2 separate regions of the Gossypium hirsutum genome follow, and region 2 is linked to region 1. A link is a contact called in public Hi-C data. All regions are on one chromosome and are shown on one strand. The core of a region is the stretch at or near the end of the contact, and the rest is flanking DNA. Distances in the headings are between cores, read along the strand shown.

The links. Hi-C and Micro-C count contacts between places; a contact is called where the count stands out from the background.
Region 2: a Hi-C map of leaf shows a contact between it and region 1, with 2.4 times the contacts expected there. The contact joins the promoter of LOC107918188 here to the enhancer-like site in region 1. A contact is called at or near these places in 6 of 34 Hi-C or Micro-C datasets (hypocotyl, leaf and seedling).

Annotation. Positions count from the first base shown.
Region 1 is chrA01:34,059,746-34,063,364 of Gossypium_hirsutum_v2.1, forward strand. No RefSeq gene overlaps it. Among protein-coding and RNA genes, the nearest start is that of LOC107918165, 23 kb to the left of the region's middle. Within about 2 kb of position 1,811, at least 1 of the 9 cell types and tissues checked has an H3K27ac peak or open chromatin away from gene starts, as enhancers often do. A contact at or near this core is called in leaf, where this site is marked.
Region 2 is chrA01:34,190,636-34,194,574 of Gossypium_hirsutum_v2.1, forward strand. LOC107918188 (protein ECERIFERUM 2) reads left to right here and starts at 2,585. Exons shown (of 2, transcript XM_016847720.2): 1 at 2,585-3,185. The coding sequence starts at 2,760.

The sequences.
Region 1 (3,619 bases), core at 561-3,060:
AATAAAGTGTAGTAGTTTAAGGGCAGAGGTGGTGGGAGGGGGGTTGGCAAGGCCTCCCCTCCTAAAATGTGAAATTCAATTTTTAGCCTTTTAAATTTTATATATCTTTAAATTACTAAATAGTAAAATTGTACATTGGTCCCCTAAATGATAAAATTTTGATTTAATCCCTTAAATTATAAATATATAAGTTATTAAATGATGGAATTGCATAACCCTCATAAAAATATACAATTTAATTTCAACCCTCCAAAAACTTTTCTACCTTCACCCTATTCAGGGGCTCATTTTGTATATTAGCCTATAAAAATAGATAAAGACTATAATTTTTTTATAATAAAAAAAAGAATAAGAAAATAAGACTATTATAAGGGATAAATTTGAAGAAAAGGCCAATTTTTTTTTAAAAAAACAAAAGGAAATGGGCTGGTTTTTGGGATATTTAGGGAAATAGGCGAGCGTTTTCGACCACATCAGCAGAAAACGCGTCCAGCAGAGCACATTTTTTCCCTTCCCATTTTCAACCCACACCCTAACCCGTGAAAAATTTTCAGAACTCAGGAATCCCAGGATAATTTTCAGACATCCCAGTTGGTACATATTCTCAATTCTTTCCCCCTTGTTTTTCTATATAAAGGGGGTTTACTTACCCCTAATACATCGCCTCTCTCAGACACCATCCTTAAACCCTAAACAATTCTCTCTTAATTTTTTTGGTTGAGTGTTGAAATTTTTGGACAGAAAAATTTATTTGTGTTTGAAGGAGACAGTGTAATAATTTTAAGGTGTATTTGAGTTAATAATGATACGGTGGCACTCAAAGACCCCCCATATTTCATCTCCGGTGTGGGGATTGAACCATCACCTTAGAAGCCCGTCACATTGCAACTCGGCCTCTAGTTCATGGTAGTTATATGGTCATGAGTTGAAATATAAGTAAGGATCCCAGTTGACAATGGTTATTCAATCACGAGTTTAAGTTTCATAATACCAAAAGAATATGCTTTATAAACCTCATATATAAGCTTGAGACCATAATTATAAGGAAAAACTAAGGGGCTAATTATAAGGAAAACTAAGGGGCTTTTAAGTATAATCAGCTTATTATTTTTCTCCATCTCTACTAAAGCGGTATCCTTAACCTCCTTGGTCGAAATGAGTGACGGAGTTGAGAGTAAGAGAACTTTTGGTGGAGGACTGACTGTGATGCTGGAAAAAAGTTAAAGATCCTTTCAAGGCTCCAACGGTTGCTATGATTACAAAACTCGTTAATAACTGTAGCTACTATCGCCCCAACTCGAGTTTTAGCTTCTCTCCACAAATATAGTCACTCATTTTCTTACTTTTCTTTAAATTTGACATTTTCTTCAAATTTAACCCTACAAGTTCCAACCACAAAAAGAAATATAGTGGTGGACCGACTCTTTTATGGCCAGCTTATCCATTGGAAAAAAAAATATTGCACGTGAAATTCGTTGATGTATTTTTAATATGGTATGTATTTAAATTCTTGATTTTTAATATATATATAATTCCTTTTTCCTTAAATACTCATTTTTTAATTATTTTCCTATGGGCTAGTTATTATTGCTGGAGAGTTGGGTAGTTTTTCCCCATAAAGCTAATTTAAGTTGCATTTATAACTTTCTTTTCCTAAAATAATTTATAACTTGTTAGTTATGGACAAACTTATTTTCTTTTTTGTTTTTTCCCTAACTAAACTAATTAATTGTTTGTTGTTGATAACTTTTGGTTTTTGGGTACACGTACTAATCATTCACGCAAGTTACGTGACGTAAACTACCAAACTCTATCTGCCATATTTAATGATCTGAAAACTACTATACTTTAAATCATGAATTTTATTAATGGGTGCCCCCTTGGACTATCACTTAAAATTGTATTTCCATATTAAATACAGTTATTTTGATGAATATAATTCACACATAATTCAATTCCAAAATTTTTTAAAAAATTTAAATTCTGATTAATCGAATCGAGTTATTTAAATTATTTAATTTTTTCGAGTAAATTCAAATAAGTAAATCGAGTTTTGAGTTCTAGTTGAGTTAAATTTTACAATTCGAATAATTTAAATAACTCGAATAACATATTGGTGTAAATACACTTGTGATTCATGTTAATTTTAAAAATGAACAAATTGATATTTGTTAACAAAAATTATAAAAAAAAATCAAATTTCAGAATATATATAAATTCAATTTTTTTTAAAATTATAAAAATATTAAAAAATCTAAAGAATATATAAAATAATAATTTTTAGGACCTAAATAAGTAAATTAATCATTCAAGTTTATCATACTAAAGTATCTTTTTTCTTCTTATTTTGATTTGAAAGCGTTCTAAAAAATATATGGTTTCAAATTATGTCTTCTAGCATAAAATTAATTATATTGTAACAAGATTTTAATTTAACTCAAACACTTCTATTCAGTTTAACTCGACTTGATTCGAAAAAAATTAAATTGAGTTAGGATGATAAAATGAGGCTCATCAACTCAAAAAAATTTTCACTCGATTCGTTCAAACGCTCACACCTAAATGTTAATGCCAATGCCAATGTCAACCGAGTTAAGACTTAGGGTCCATTTGGATGAGCGATACGTTTATCTCCAGTTAGTGTAAAAATAATAGGGCTACTGTAACGTGAAACAAAAAGAAAGCTAGATGTACCACACTAGAGGTAACACCCATCCAAAGGGACCTTAGTTGGCTCCAACACACGTCTCTTAAAATATTGTATAGTGGATCCTTTTTATAACAATAGCTCATTATAATAGTCATTTTTGTTGTAGAATCAAATTTTTATATTTTATTTTTACTCTTTATAACAAGTTTTCATATGTAACGATAATAATCATAAAGTATGAAGTGTATTTTTTATTAAATTAGTTCTTGATAACAACCTATTGTCTTAGTAAAGTTAGCTTTATTCTCAAGTGAAATAAAAATTATAAATTTTATTTAAGATTTATTTCAATAAAATAAAATTTTATATAAAAGTGTATCAATCATAATTAATTAAATAAAAATAATATTCAATAAATAAAATAAGATGTAATCCTAATTAATAATATTATTAATATATTATAATTTTAAAATTTAAATATAATTTAAATGTTAAATACTATTATAATTTTATAATAAGTATCTTTTTATAATATTAAATTTTTTAAAAATAATTATATAAAAAATGAACTGTAATACCATCAATGTCGGTTCACTCAACTAGAACATCAATACCAACTTAAATTCAAAGTTAGTTGTCAGGTTATTGAATATACATAAAAGGCATAAGGCATCTTACTATATTATTACTTACGTGTAGGGTTGGAAAACAAGACATACGTGTTCGATGTATAATTGAACATATAATTGCCATCCGTGACTTCTCACCTTATATTCACCGCAAAAGAAACATACGAAAACAACATGGATGGTTTGATTATTAATGTAACAATTCGAGTAATAAATATTATAATAGTTAGTATAATTTTAAATTTGAAATCATGAAAATGAGTAATAATTTTTATAAGAATAAAATTTCTTTAAAATAAGTCGAATATTTTTTTTCTTTTACTAAAAATAAGTAATGAAA
Region 2 (3,939 bases), core at 1,335-3,834, 130 kb after region 1:
GTTATCATATGTCAATCACCTAATAAGTGACGTAAATATATGAAATGAATCACATGTGAGTGCTTAAGTCTTAATATGAAATTGGTATGTAGATGGAATAAATCGAGACTAAACATTAGGTTTATAAAAAAACTACACTCTAATAAGGATATAGGGTAAGATAGGAACTTAGAGTCTACTTACTAAGCTCTTCTAGCTTAACACATTGTTGTTTAAACACGTAGCTTTAAAGGCTTTTTTGGGAGGCTTGAAGTCATTTGTGGGACGATTGCATCATCTATGAGATTAGAATATCGTATAAGTAGTGGTTTGTTTTTGTTATTTGTAATTTGGCATGTACATAAAATCTTAGGCTAGTTTAAGAATTTTTAAGTATTTTCACTTATGAAATCAAGTGCCATTAGAAACTATTTAGATGTTCATGTAGCCTTTGATTGATAATTTGATTTGCACATGTTTGAGACTTGAATTTATGCTTAAATGAGGTTTGAAAATGATATAAATTGATTTGGAACCTGTTAGTATATTTTGATAGGTTTGGGGTGATTTACAATATTTTGAACTTAATTTTGCTCTAAGAAACTCAAGTTCCAAAAGCTAACCCTGTAGGTATTGGAACATAGCTTGACAATAGCCAAAATGCTACAGTTCCAGGCCAAGTTATAGATACCTTAAGTATAAGTACCGGTACCTTGCTTGTAGATAAACTCCACTACATTGTTTTGATTGTTTTGAGTTAAATTCACATTCGTGATGCAATTTAATTCTAAAGCGTACTTGTACTAAGCCTAGTAAATGTGCATATGTTGGGAGCATAATTATGTAATGATTATTTAATAAGGTGTAGAAGAAAAGGCTAAATTGTATTTTAGCCCTCAAACTTTAAAAAACTTAATTACGCCCCCTTTGAACTTTTTGCACCCAATTGAGCCCCTAAACTAACAAAATTGGCCAAATAGGCCCTTTGACTAACGTTAATGGTTAGTAATTTATTGCAACTTGACGTGGCCATTAGTAGACTCCATGTCAACATCGTTTGTTGATGTGGCATTATCACTGACATGGAAATTCCACGTTATCACCAAAGGCTGATGTGGCAGTGCTACACCAGCAAAAATAAAAAAAATTTCAAAAAATATAAAATTATTTTTAATACTACACAATGAATCTGGACAAATTGTTCCCTAGGTTCATTTGAATTTAGGGATCCATTTGTCTAAATCCATTCTAGAATTATAGAAAAATATAAAAAATATATTAAAATTTGTAATAATTATTAGAAATTTGTTAAAACCCATAAAATTTATAAAAAATAATTTATTAATTACCATAAAAAATTAGGAAAAAAATCATTTATAAAAATTGTTAGAAATAAATTAAAAACCATAAAATTTTATAAAATATTTATTTTTTATAAAAGTTTCATAGAAATTAATTTTTCTCATTTTTATTAAATTATTTGACTAATATACTTATTTTTTGGTATATCAAACATCGAAGTCCTTTCTTTTTCTCATACAAACTATTGAAAGTTATTCTAAAATCTTTTGCCTTGTTAACGATCAATGGATTTTTTTAAATTAATGATTAATGGTTAATGCTTTAATAAAAATGAGAAAAATAAATTATGTAAAAGATTTAATTTTTAATTTAATTTTTTAATAAAATTTTATGATTTTTAATTAATTTCTAACAATTTTATGGATTATTTTTTCTAATTTTTATGGTTTTTAGTAAATTTATTTTTTTTTTATAAATTTTATAAAATGTTATGGTTTTTAAATTATTTCTAATAATTATTATGAATTCTAATCATCTTTTATAATGTTTATATTTTTATATTGTTTTATAATTTTAAAATGAATGTAAACACATGGATGTCCAAATTCAAATGAACGTGGATAACAGTTTGTCTAGATTCATTGCGTAGTATGTAAAATTAATTTAACTTTTTTTATTGATAAGTGCCAAATTTGCAACCAATGATGACGTAGAACTAACACGTCAACGATCAGTGATGATGTGGCACTAACACATCATTAAAAAATGTTAATGTGACGTTTATTAATGACCACTTCATCGTTATTATTAATTACTATTATTAATTACTAATGGCTAGTGTTAGTTAAATGTTTTATTTGACTAATTTTATTAGTTCAAAGATTTAATTTGATGGAAAAATTTTAGAAAAATTTAATTGATTTTTTTTAAAAATTCAATGGACAAAAATACTGTTAACCCTAGAAGGAAATAACAAAACTTCAGGTAAATGGAATCATCATTATTTAAGATGAAACAAAATTTGAGCCATTTTTATTGAATGATCAGCTAATTTTTGATACGTCTCTCTCCACATATTTTTAAATGCGAATGATGATGAGAAGGTGGTCCAATTGTTTTTTCTTTTTTTTCTTTAATAGAAAAGAACCTTTGAAAAATTAATTAGAAAACAAAGAAAAATGATTTTAAAAAACAAGTACTTTCTTTTTGCATGTTGTAAGTCTGTTTTATTGTTATCTGCACAATGTTTAAAAAAAGTCTAAAGAAATAAATAGTGTCATTAATTTATGGTATTAAGTCCCCTCACCTTCCCTCGACCTTAGCTTCTTAAAAGCCACCAGAATGGCTTCTGCCATATTCCAATCCTTCCTTGCTCTTTTGCATAACTATAAATATAGAACTTCCCTTTTCCAGAAAAATAAATCACTTCATTCTACTTTCCCAAGTTTCCTGTGTTTTTCACTTTTATTTTTATCACAATGGTGTCGGGTTCGTTGGAATGCCCTGTTAGGGGGCAAATGCTGTCATCGGTGGTTCCCGCCAAAGCAACCGGCGGAAACAAGGATTTGGAGCTAACAAACATGGATTTAGCAATGAAACTCCATTATATCAAAGGCGTGTATTTCTTCCAACCTGAAGCGGCTCAAGGTTTGTCGATTCATGATTTGAAAGAGCCCATGTTTCAGTGTCTGGAACTTTACTACGCTGCCTCAGGGAGGATTCGGAGATCGGAAAGTGGCCGGCCGTTTATCAAATGCAACGACGGTGGCGTCCGAATCGTTGAAGCTCAGTGTGATAATAGTGTTGATGAATGGCTGGCTATGGCCAGAAACAATGATCATATGCTCGGCCATGATCAAGTTCTTGGCCCTGATTTGGGTTTCTCGCCTTTGGTTTTTGTCCAGGTATTATTCCTACACTAATAACCACTCAATTATTAATATTTAACTATAAAAAATAATCATCTAATTATTTAATTTTTATTCTTTAATCATTAGCGAAATAACATAAAAATAGAAACATCAAAAATTTAATATAGTTAGATGACCAACAATGAAAATTTTAAACGATCATTTTGTAAGTTTTTATAATTCAATTATCAAAAAAGTAGTTAAATGATAATTTTATAACTTTTTATGGTTAGATGATAAAAAAAATTTTACTAATAATTGGTGATTAGTAATATAATTTACCTTTATCTTTATTATTTCTTAACTAACATTTCTCCTACTTGCTAGGGTTCTTTTAAGTTTGCTATTTAAACTTGGTATTTAATCTATTTTTCAAATTTCAAATTTTAGTTAAATTTGTTAATATTATTAAAATTATTTTGTCAAATTCAAGTTTATTATAATTTTATTTTTTTAATTATATTGCTATCAAGTGAAAAAAAAAATTTAAAATATGGCATTAACAAATTTAACAAAGAAAAATTAACAATGTAAAGAGAATAAATTCCAAAAAATTAAATTATAAAAATTAAATTCTATAACTAAGAAAATATTACCTAATTTAAGTACTGATTATATAAGGAGGTGTAGAAATTAATTATTTGCCCTAACTTTTTAGAAGAAAAAATACTAAATTTTGGGTAAATGGAAACATCATTATTTATGATTCAAACAATTTTTTCAATTAGTCTATTAATTTAGTTGTGTT